2 separate regions of the Zea mays genome follow, and region 2 is linked to region 1. A link is a contact called in public Hi-C data. All regions are on one chromosome and are shown on one strand. The core of a region is the stretch at or near the end of the contact, and the rest is flanking DNA. Distances in the headings are between cores, read along the strand shown.

The links. A called contact is a pair of places that touch in the nucleus more often than the background predicts.
Region 2: a contact with region 1 is called in a Hi-C map of ear, with 2.8 times the contacts expected there. The contact joins the promoter of LOC100279078 here to the promoter of LOC100274447 in region 1. A contact is called at or near these places in 6 of 25 Hi-C or Micro-C datasets (ear, endosperm, leaf and 2 more).

What each region holds. Positions count from the first base shown.
Region 1 is chr10:111,751,059-111,757,357 of Zm-B73-REFERENCE-NAM-5.0, forward strand. LOC100274447 reads left to right here and starts at 2,538. Exons shown (of 18, transcript NM_001148806.1): 1 at 2,538-2,604; 2 at 2,765-2,895; 3 at 3,038-3,088; 4 at 3,242-3,329; 5 at 3,778-3,840; 6 at 4,767-4,878; 7 at 5,063-5,108; 8 at 5,187-5,249. The coding sequence starts at 2,827.
Region 2 is chr10:111,965,759-111,972,057 of Zm-B73-REFERENCE-NAM-5.0, forward strand. LOC100279078 (Mediator of RNA polymerase II transcription subunit 30) reads right to left here and starts at 3,805. Exons shown (of 3, transcript NM_001152128.1): 1 at 3,357-3,805; 2 at 2,078-2,155; 3 at 1,229-1,653. The coding sequence starts at 3,698. The coding sequence ends at 1,555. It overlaps LOC103642708 (calmodulin-binding transcription activator 4), which reads left to right. Exons shown (of 12, transcript XM_035963460.1): 12 at 25-319. The coding sequence ends at 48.

The DNA.
Region 1 (6,299 bases), core at 1,288-3,787:
GCACGAACGCTCGCTGCCACGAAATCCTTCGATACCGCACCGCGCGCCCACACGCCCGCATGCCAGCGCCCTCGAATCCCTCTGGTTTCGAACCGCTCGCACGCCATGAAATCCATCGCCGCGAAGTCTCTCCAGTTTCGAACCACCCGCAGGCCAGCCTACCACCCGCGTTCTGTATAGCAGTTCTGGAATTTGTACTGAAGGAACTTGGGAAATGCTGATAGTATTAATTCATCTTATCACCCATTCGTTACATGATGAATATTTTGGAATGACATCTCTGTTCGTGGTGTAATAACATCATTTGTAGGAGTAACATATTCTCATGTTATTACTTGATAAATTATGGTATTCTGATGCATGTGTGCATACTAACATAATTGAGGGGCCAATTGAATGTGTGAAAACATATTTACAGTGATTGTCATCTTATTGGCTCATAAATTCGGGCTCTTGGCACGTGTCGCTTATCACCTTAGTTGATATGAGCAACTAAAGCATATTTATTTTTATCTGGAACCGGTGAGCCATCGGAGGAGAGCTTGACCTGAGTGTTCACCGGGATACTGCAAGGCTTGTCATGCCAGCGCGCTCCAGAATCTCGAGGGTGTACTATCGTTGAGAGAGAACGAGGGACACACACAGTATAACACATATTATATATATATATATATAAGTTATCGTAGTATTATATGTTTCCGTTGCAACGCACGGGTACCTACCTAGTAATAATACTAATTAGGAAGTAGTAAGAAAAGCATCGATATCTTCGATGTTAGCCTATTAGGTAGAAGTAGGGGAAAGTTGTGGTAAGGGAAAAGTTTAGAGCAAGGAAAGCTTCCTCGAGATTAGTAAGGAAGGGATGCAGAAAGTTTGGTTTGTAGTTTAGCTCTTGGTTTCCAATTGATTCTAAAAATCAAAAGGTTTTTTAATACTTTTTGGCAGGTTGTAAGGGCATATTTAGCTATTAGGTAGGTTTCAAGATGGTTGGGGTGAGAAGACTAGGGCAAGGAAAGCTTTATCCCTGGTAGATCCTGATTAATTTGGAGATTTGGTTTTGACTCTTATCCTTCCTTGATGAAATTGAGCATATTGATCTATTCCTTCTCCGGTCTTGGTAAAGGTAGGTCAAAGTCTTGTTTGACTTTAGGTTGGAATGGATAGGTTATGCAACCTAATATGTAGGACATGTACTTGTATTTGGCCAAGTTAGGATACAGTACCAATTTATGGAAAAGTGAATTAGGCTAGCAAAGAAATTATAGGGTAGAGTTTTCTAGGGGTAGAGTCCAATTTGCTTGACTAATCTATTTTACGAGTGATAACAAATCTAGGTTAGTTAATCCTAACCTTTAGTTAGGTGCAAAGAAAGATGAATCAAATGAGGCGAGGACTTAGATTAGATTAGATATGTTTAGTTTGGATTAGATCTCACTAGATCAAATTTGATTAGATTGGGTCGATTAGGTAGATTAGATTAGTTTAACTATCCATCTAATTTGTTTATATATATGCATATATTTTTAAATTTTATTGTGGGTATAACTCCACAACACATCGCACTCAATCAAAGAAATTGTTGGGGACAATAATTAGGGGCAGCCAGATTACGCCCTTAAAACACGCTTAAAGAACTCTACCCAGGTGCATCCCCCGAGAACGAGCAACCAGAGCTCCGCCTCGCTCGATGTTCACGTCGAGGGCCCTCCCCAAAGCTCCGTTCCAACCGAGCCCCCCCGGTGAGGGTCTTCCGAAATCCCCGGCTCACCCAAGCTCGGTCTCAAGTAGGTCACATGCTCGGGGGAATCTCAGTCTCGCCCGAGGCTCCCTCACTCTAGGGCCACCATTTCCACCTCGCCCAAACCCATCTCAGGCGATAAAGACAAGGCATGCTCGAAGGCCAGCGGGGGACAACCGAATTCAATGCGCATACCTAACCTGCCCAGCTCTAGAGGTGTACAGTGGCAACAAGACTACGATCTTGTCAAAGATTCGCCTAAACACTATTTTTTCGTCCAAGGGTGCTCCCCGTGTGAGTTGCGGACCCCTGTAGCCTGCAGGCGTAGCGTTCGCGCCGAGGTTGGGCTCGGGGTGAAGCGTAGCTGTGCGGCCGGCGTGCGGAGCCTCGGGTGAATTGTGATTTGGTCCTGTATGACCTTGGAGGTCGGGAGCGCGTTTTGCCCTGTGATTCTCTGGTACTCGGGTGTTTTGGTATGTTTAAGTACATAATCTAGGTATCTCTAATTATGGTATCCGACAACTACTAACCAACAAATTTGAACCAAAAACTTAGTTTGTGTATAAAAATAAAAAGACAAGTTTTATTAAGGAGTAGATTGGACCAACTCAAACACACATGGAGGGGTAAATTAAACTAAAAATAGTTTAGGAGTTATATGAACATTGTGAATGGATAATGTGAGTAATTTAGACTTTTCTATTAAAAAATCGTTCCAACACTCAGTTTTTTAAAATATTGGTTCCATATCTCGCATCTGGGCAACCGAACACGACCGCCGTCTCTACTCCCAGTCCCAGCTGCCAAGGTCTTCGTCGCCTCGTCGGGCTCGGGTCCTTTGCCGGCGACGAGCGCGTGCACACCAGGTATGCCTGCCCCTTACCTTCGCTTCCTTCCGTGCAAAAATGAGCACCCGCGCCACAATTGAAGCTATTTGGCTATCTGTCTTAGGATCGGATCTGATCTAGTCACGAGTGTTTGCAGTCGTTTTTGAGTAATATCTTCCATTGTTTTTCTTGTGCCCAGAAGAATACAGTGGAAGTGGTATGCGGTTGTAAAACGATTTCGATTATTCCAAGCGGCCGGCGATGGCTCGGAGCCCCTGCGACCTCCGCCTCCTCCTCCTCGCTGCAGCTGCAGCTTTCATCTACATCCAAGTATGGAAGCCTACTTGGCCTTTCTTTTTGTTTCCCTGTACGCTGTCCAATCGAGTTCTCGGTGTCCTGGTCTCTGGATGCTATGAATTCATTCTATTTCCATCTCTATGTGTGAGCTATAGTTGACAGTCTCTCCGTTTAGGTGCGCCTCTTTGCTACTCAGTCCCATTATGCGGACCGTCTTGCGGAAGCAGTAAGTATTATTAATTGTCTCCCCTCCCTTTCTATCTCTTCTTCATCTACGCATTTCCAAGCCTTCCATCTCTCCGTGGACTCGCTGCAGGACTAGGATCGAAGGCATTCCATAACTCAAAAGTTGTTTACACCTGTAGTTTGCTCCATACAGGAAAGATCTGAAAATCAATGCACCAGTCAATTAAAGTCCTTGATCGATCAAGTCAGCATGCAGCAGGAGAAGATTGTAGCATTGGAAGGTACAAACACTTGAAACTTGCACCTCCATGTGATATTTTTTTGGACATTACAGTTACAACTCAAATCAGGCACATCTATGAGGTTGTTCAAATGCAATGTTTGCAAGATAGAATTGACTGTGATATGTAGTTCCTGGCACTGTCTTGGATATTTACTACTCAACTAATGCTAGCTGTGACTTCTATTTTGCTCTGTGGCTCTGCGCTCTGTGACAAAACTTGTGGCTTTTCCTGATGCTAAATTGTTATAATGCTCATCTTCACCAATCAACTCCTGAATAAACTTGTATATCTTGACACTGATCTGATCATGATAGTAGAGATATGATTTTCCCTGCTTTACGAAAATTCCTTCTATTCCTTCTGAGGCGTTGTCTGCTTTTGTGTATTATCTTGACTGACAGATCTAGTGGGTAATTAACATTATAAAATTTCGGTGATGCAACAGAGATAAAGGTACGGCAAGATGAAGAACGTGCACATCTGAGGATTTTGATAAAGGATCTTGAAAGTATGAACCATCACCTTCTTCTAGCATTTGATTATTCATTTTGTTGGTTAGCCTTGTCCTCAGTTGAATTTCTTTGTCCTCCAACTGTTTCAGTTAAGATACGTGGAGTAGGCCTTTTAGGTTGTAGGGTACTACATCATTCACCCATCAGAACCTTGCTCTACTGGAGCATTATGCACATTATGAACTCCTGCCCCACCCATACACATCGGCACCATAGCCTATGTGAGAACGACCACTACCAGGGCTAGTCCTTAGACCTGCGCTTTGTCGTGGGGATAGATGAGGGGATTTTTTAACCCTAGTATGAAATTTGCTCCCACGGAGAGTCGAACTCAGGACCTGAGGAGTGCTACTCAGACCACCTAACCAACTCAGCTAGAGGCCCTTCCTCTCCCTCTTGAAATTAACGTTCTTTTCAGGAATTCAAATATCGTTTTCTATGAGTTGTATATGTGAGAATATTTTGAACTTTGTGTAGTATATGTATAAATCTGAGTAAAGTATGTTTGAAAATAGAATTGCAACAAATGGATCATAGTAAAATTTGCTAAATGTTATTGTCCAAATGCCAAATTACAGAAGTGAGACCTCTGGTACATAAACCTTCCAGTTAAGGGGGTGTTTGAATGCACTAGAGCTAATACATAGTTGGCTAAAAAATTACTAGTAGAATTAGGTAACTAATAAGTAACTAGCTAATTTACTAATAATGGCTAATAGTTGAACTATTAGTTATAGTGTTTGGATGTCTCGAACTAATTTTAGCCACTAACTATTAGCTTTAGTGCATTCAAACACCCCCTAAGATCTGCTTCTTGGGTCAGAAATTGTATATTTTCTTAACTGTAAACTATTTTTCCTTTTATGTATATTCTACCCTTGTATACTTTCTAACCGTTTATTTAACATTTCTGTTGATGCAGAAAGGAGTGTGCAGAAGCTACTAGACAAGAATGTGGTTCCCGTTGCTGCTGTTGTCATAATGGCTTGCAATCGACCAGACTATTTAGAGAGAACAGTTGAATCTATCCTGAAGTATGGTTCATGTCTGAATCATTCATTTTCAAAAGGCAAAAAAAAAACTATTCTATTCTTGATTTCCTAAAATGTTTCCTAATTTGGTACTAGAATCCACCTAGTGTTGATCATTTGTAGTGTTTAGCTCGTTGTAGCTTGGTGCATAGAGCCCCTTTCTAAATGAGTGATGTATATGTTCCAGGTATCAGACATCAGTTGCTTCGAAGTTTCCGCTTTTTATATCTCAGGTACTGGCAATACCAATTTCTTTTCTTGGGCCCATGAAGTGTGTGGGGAAGTCCTTTTTTCATTGGTTCTTGTCACAGGATGGAGCAAATGGAGCTGTGAAGAATAAAGCTTTGGAATATAAACAAATAACATACATGCAGGTGTGGAAATAAATGTTCTGTTATTCTTTTCGAGCTCTTTTATGCTTACTTAACTTGTACTGTAGAACAGTGTTAGATATTTGTCGAATATGTACAATTTGGTGACGCTACGACTTGAGTTGTATTCGGGGCTGGGATAGAGTTGGAGTCGAACTCTGTAGTCTAGGTGGCCATAAACATGAGGCAACCCCAATTGTAACCTTGAGATGACTTGGCGGTTGGTTTGGCTGGTGACAAGGCTGCGGGAGCGCCCTGTGCCTGGATGACAGTGTAGCTGCTGTTTTTATGGGGAGGAGTGCCCGTAGTCATGCCGAGGATGTAGGCATATCGCCGAACCTCATTAAAAAACAGTGCCTCGGTGTCGTTCTCATTTGTGTATTTTCTTCTATGGTGGTTATGCTTCCATGTTCGTCGGTTAGTAGATCTGTATGGGTCTGGATCTAACCATGTACCCTGACACCCAGTTTTTTTTTTCGAGAATAACAAACACAGTCCATTGTGTTCTTGTATGTTAAGCACAACTGGTTAGACCGTTAGACATTGTCACAGACTCACAGAAAGGCGATGTTTATATTACGAGTAATAGAACCATTTTCATTTCAGCACTAAAGTTCTTTTTTGTATTCCACTAACGCATTTGATATATTGACTCTTGGGCTGTCCAATACAGTCATGTTTTATTCATAATCATAACAGTTTACTTGTGGAATTTTACATAGCCCTGATGAAGAAACCTTGCATTCTTTCTGTTACATTAGGGTTCACATATCTATGAGAAGCTCAAATAGGCTGATGGTATTGAATTCGGTATGAAATAGAATAGGAACCAAAAGATCTTGTTTTAGTTTGGTGTCTGTTTTTCGCTGAGCTAAATGAAGATTGAAACTAACTTGCCTTGTATTGGAATAAATGATAATTGACAGAATATCGAATTCACATCTTATAGTGAATTTGGGTGGTAGTATGCCCCCTTCCCCTCGTTAGTTGAATTGGTTTCCAGACAAAGCACTAATTGATTCATTTAGCTAAGACTTTCTTTGGTCCTTGTGC
Region 2 (6,299 bases), core at 2,555-5,054, 220 kb after region 1:
GATGCTTCTTGTAAATGCATGCAGAATTGGAAGGATCAAATGAAGTAACATCAATATTTGACAGTGATTTAGAGTTATTACTTATTAGGGATCAACGACTTCATGTAAGGAGCATTTATGTCTCGAGATCTGCCAGCACCCATCAATGACATAAATTAAGTATTTAGGGAATGTGTTCCAGTTGCTACTAATTGGCCGTCTAATTGTACAGTGTTAGCGAAATCGAAAGTAGATTATTTCTGCCACGATGTATTTTCACTTTCTGTATTTAGGTATATTTTGACAATGGCAGATCAATTAAGTATATTTTTTATGGGTTGTTGGCTTCGCCAGTTTGGAAAAAATCAGTTTCTCAACAATGGCAGAACTTCATAATGCTGTTAAAAAAAAGACAGCATGAGACATTGTATTAAAAAAATCACTTCTATGAGTCAAACTTAGGACGACCTAAGGGTCCCACTTAATCACTTAACCCATTCAGCTAGGGGAACGTATCTGGTGCTCAAAGGGGTACTAGGGAAACGTATCTGATGCTCAAAAGGGTATGTTGCTCATATACATATTTTAAATTTGGTGCATTCATTTTACATTCAATGACACCAGCTAATTTTACAAAAAAACCCCTTTCACCAGGGGAGGAAGGTGGAAAGGGTGCTTCACAAAATTGGTGCTGCTGTTAGATATACTGTTAGATATAAAATGGATACACTAAATTTAAAATGTGCATATGAGCATCATACCCCTTTAAGCATCAGATACGTTCCCTTCAACTAGAGACGTTTTTATTACTCCCTCTATCCCATGTATATAAGGTATTCTCTCTATTCTTTTTTATTTGTCATGATTTAGTTTAAAAATAAATTAGCCAACGACAAATATTAGAGAACAGAGGTAACATAACCAACCTCTGAGAGACTGAGGGAGTACTAATTACAGTTGAAGGAATACCTCAATAATGTTAATGTTGTTAGTAAAGGAATACTTCAATAATGCTGTTAAAACTAATACAGACCATTCATGTCATACGGTGGCTCCTAATATGACCTTTTTTTATCACGTACTTGTAAGATATTGTTTCCCAAGGCTTGTACATAGACGACAGATCAATCGAAGTATTCCTTTCATCATTCAAGAATCTAATATAATCATTGTATGAAGTCATTATATGACTGGCAAAACGCAACTTCAGACTGTTAAACGCGCACATTGCAATCTTTCTTCCTTTTTCAGTTAACAGAAATAATGTGCATTGCATGTGAGAATCCAAATATCATTCTAGATTGTTTTTCTCAAGGAAACACAAGAAAACATTACAGGACTTTCGTCACAGCGAAAATCCACACGTTTCAAAAAGATACGTGTATCTACAGTCGTGTCCAAAATAACATTCATGTCCAACATATTACATCCCTATCTGCATTGGACAGCTTCATTTTCTTTTCCCGTGCAGCCCAGTCATATTCCATCTATTGCTCCCTTCCAAGTGGTCAGTTAACCAACATGCACAGTATGCCTATACCAGACGTCCAGGCTACGGTCTCTAACTTCGACACTTCACACTGAGCAAGGGCTCTGCCACATTGCTATGTCAGCTATTAGGTCACGGAGCTGATCAATGAGGAGTTTTACTTGCTTGTTTTTGCTTTCAATTTCCTGCATTAGATCTCAATGTTAGAAAGATATGAATTTATCTGTCAAATGTGTGTTAAATTAGCTTGATAAAAGAAGTGTATATCAGAAGTTGACAAAAATCATGTTTCTTTCGATTTCTAAATACAGCATATGCTACCATAGATGAAATCCAAAACTAAATTGATAGCGACACATAGAACTATACTCTTCAAATCACAAAAAAAGATTGAAAAAATGCTGGAAAAGGATAGAAAAACAGTATTTCCTCACTCTGTACTTAACTACTTATGAATAGAACATAAAAGAACTTGCCGCCTGAAGATAACAGGAAGACACGGCTTGGATTGCAAATGGGCAAATATAATTCACACAGCTGTCCAAACTTTGAGAGTAATATAATATAGTAGACTAGATTAAACTAACTAGAGAAATTACAGGGTAGCACCTTTCTCAAAGCAGAAGCATGCTCTTCCAATCTCTCAATCTCTGCATGGTCAGCTTCAGATTCTGTTGATCCAATGTCCTGACAAATTGAGTATGCATGAATTCTTAGAGAAGTCATACGTGGGACAGTGGGAAGGATAAGAAACCTAGATCAATTTCAACTAGCATTGACAAACTAATTTTATCTTGAACAGTGAGCAAAAATCAGGCTTGACCAATTAGGAATATGATGGGATAATATTAACCTTCTTCTTTTAAGGTAAGGTAAAGTCTTCTACATATAATGTGAAAAGCAAGTTCTGGTTAACTAAAATCCATGTTTGTTGCTATTTACTAGTTGGCTTTGTCCTTAATAATTCTCCCTTTGCCCATTTTCCTAGACACCTTTCGCTTCTCCTTTTGTCCAGAAGCCTTAGGCATATTAATTGGTTCTCCCCAGGCACGTTTTAAAATTTTGGTCGATAGTACCCCGTGCTTTGACATGCATGAATGCAGCAGACTCCTAAGTTGGTCCGGTGGGAAGAGGTTCATCAACCAGTAATTTAAGCTTGACTGGTAAATGATTCATTTTGATTGGATCCTAGGTACATGCCTTGAGATGAAACACACTCAAAACGAATGGATGGAGACAGTATCAAAGTCCATGCAGTAATCATGTTTCTTCAAAAAAAAAACAGAGAATAGTCAATCCTAGGTTGCCAATGATGTTCTTTTTAGGAAGACAAGATTGTTTTCTCAAAAATATCGGGGATGTTTGAATGCACTAGAGCTAATAGTTAGTTGGCTAAAAAACTACTAGTAGAATTAGCTAGCTATCTATCAACTAATTTGCTAAAAATAGCTAATAGCTGAACTATTAGCTAAAGTGTTTGGATGTCTTCAGCTAATTTTAGCAGCTAACTATTAGCTCTAGTGCATTCAAACACTCCCGATTGTCTAACATAGCACTACATACTTCTCGAGTTCACGTCAATATTTTTATCTTTATAATTGTGCCAGTGCCACCAAATATGGATCTCTCTATGAAAATAAAAAATTGCCAGCTTTGGAAATGGAAATTTGTTGGCTCCCTCGGTCCCTCCACACCAATGGCCACTAAAGCATTACAGGAATCGTTAGCATTGCAAATATCTAGCAGTCTCAAGAATTTGCTTTGGGCTCCCCTACATGAAAATGCCCTGCTTTTTTTTACAGCAAGTGCTATCTTTCATCACAGAAGAATGTGCCTAAAACACTTTTCCGCATGAGCGCCAGGAGCATAAGTTGCATCAAGGTCAAACCTGAGCGCAGGACGACACGGCAGAGATAGATGCCCGCAGCGCCGCCACGGCTGACTTGTAGCGGTGCCTCGCCTCGTCGAGCGACCCGCCGGGGCTGGGCGCGCCCCCTGCGTCGGCGGCGTCGGAATCTACAGAGTGTGGGGTCGGAAGAGTAGCAGAGTGATGGTGCTGGTAGCCAGCCGCAGCGGTGGCCGAGACGGATGAGGAGGACCAAAGGCCGGCGTTGCAGAGCTCGTCGTTCATCGATACGAGGATCTGGAACGAGGCTGCGATAGTCTCCTCCAGGTGCCGTTGCCCCTCCTCTGCCATCTCCTGCCGCCGCCGCGCCGCCTCCGATGCCATTGGGTGCACTCGCCGGAACCCTAGCTCGCCGCTAACGCCGATCTACCGCTTCTTTCAGCTCAGTCGTAGGCGTAGCGCGCCGAGAAGGCGAGAAAATACCTTTCCAGACCGCGGAGCAAGTAGCTGTTACTCCACTACTGGCAGTATGGGCCTGGCCACTGTTGCATGATGCCAAAGCGCTTTCCGAGCCCAGTATGAGCCGACACAGGTCGCCGAAGCCCAAGTACTCTCTTCCTTGATGGACCAGACCCAACTGCTATTACTAGGAAAAAATCCATTTTATCCTCCTCAACTATTGTAAAGATGATTTTTTTTTCTCCATCAACTGTAAAATCGCACACAGCTGCTTCCTCGTCGCACAAAATCGGACTCCTCTGGTTGTTTCTTTGGATGACAATGGGTACCCAAATATGAGATGGTAAAAACTCTTTTAAAACACGGGTATGACAAATTTTAATACACAGATATTTTGTTGGTCATTTTGTTACATCCATCGAGTATGGTGGGTGTGGGTATTGTTGGCGTCGATCTAGACACCAAACACTAGAGATGAACCGCCCAGCGGTGCTCTCTATGGAGATGCGGACGATCCGCGGCACAGGGTTGGACGGTCCGTGACCTGTGCGCAGCAGCGTCTCTTCCTCTGCGTACGTCCGGACGGTCCGCGACTGGGGCTCAGACGGTTCGCGATGGCGCAGAGGATCATCTTCTTCACAGCAGACCTAGATCTCGCCTCCCGGGAGGGATCCCGTCGGGGAGGAGAGATTCTAGGGTGTGTCTTGGGTCGGCAGGACACCTAAGACGCCTCTAGTCGACGTAGAGCCGAAGAGAGGTGGATATTTGAGGTAGAGGGAGGCTAAACTAGGACTAAACTAGAGTTATTCCTAATGCATTAAGTAAAACGATAAGTAGATTCGATTTAATCGATTGTGGTGGTTCAATTAGTCGTAGCCCTTCATCTATATAAAGGGAGGAGGTCTGGACCCGTTACAAGTCGGTTCTCGAGATAATCCTACAGGTTTAACTAACAAATCTCACAAGAAAATCGGAACCCTAACTGACTCTGCGCACGCGCGGACGGTCCGCGCCACTACGGCGGACCGTCCGGACCGCGGATCGTCCGGCCTTAGGGCCAGACCATCCACCATGCCACTTTCGATTATCATCATATGCCTCTGCCTTTTGGTGGAGGTTGACGAACCAAAAGCATATGTACTACTAGCATCCTTGGGGAAATACTAGATCTCACAAGTCACTTTATTCCCGAAGTAAGAGCTAAACCTGATGCAAGTCACCGACTTTTCAAGCCAATAGGGTGATTATTCAATAGAGCTCTAATGCATAAAGGTCGTTTCAGATTGCATCTTTATCGACCATGATCATCTGATCAATGCATCAAAAGGTATAAAATGGAGGTGCCCCTAGCCTGAATAGGCAAAGAAACTATGCATGTACCAAGGGTTCATCGTCGTACCATTCCATATTTGAAAAGGATAATATATCAACGATAAGTAGGAGGGTGGAAAGTATCCTGGCATCACCGAATGAATAGGGGATGCTTGTTGCGTCGCCTTTCGGAACGTTTTGTTCGGTCGTTTTCTTTGATGGCCGATCGTGTAGAACGGTCTTCTTGCCAGCATATTTGGCGAGCAATTGATTGAAAGTAGGGCCGACTTTTACCATCCGACCATGTGCGTTATGTTTGCTTTGCCCCCGTGTCTCTTTTCTCGCTTTGTGTGGAGGCTGACGCCCCTGGCCATCGGCGGACTGTCCGGGTGAGTCAGCCGGACCATCTGCATGCGCACCGGACTGTCCGCGTGCAGGTGCCAGACAGTCCGCGATGCTCGAGTCAGGGAGCTTTGCTCAACTGCTTGATTGAGTCTGCCCCCGGCATCTTCGGGCTTGTTAGTCTTTCTGTCCGGAGCTTTCCGAGCAATCTCTTCTTGTGATATATTCGACATGCGAGAATCGCCAATGACGATGTTTTTGCCTTTGCCTTTATCGGCTACTTCGGGCTGAACCAAGACCCTTTTGCTTGTGGGTTCTATTGTATTGATAGAGAATGGTTGTGTGTCCACTTGCATCTCCTGAAAAGCCAACCAACCCTCATTTATGGCCGATTGTATCTGTCGATGAAAATCATTACTATCATTGGTGCCATGGGAAAAAGAATTATGACACTTGCAATAAGCACGTCTCTTTAATTCATCCATAGGAGGAATAGTATGAATTAATTTAATGTTGTCATTTTAGTAGCTCATAAAATATTTTATCGTATTTGGCAACATTAGATGTAAACTTAACCTCTTCTTGTCGATTCCTTTTAACCTGTTGTAAATAAGAACATGTAGAAGATTTGGCATTTGTTGGCCAAACAAGATCAGCGGTATATACATCTATGGATTCATCATCTGAACTATCATGTTATACAAGATGTATAATATGGGCAGTCGAGTTTGATGTCTCTTTAAATCGGCTTTCATAGGCCAAAGCCCGCTGATATAGCTGAGCAATTGAAAAGAACTAGGTACCATATAATTTGTCTCTTAAGTAGGATAGCAACCCATTAAAAGTCAGCCCTTCTAACTCTTTGTCTGCGAC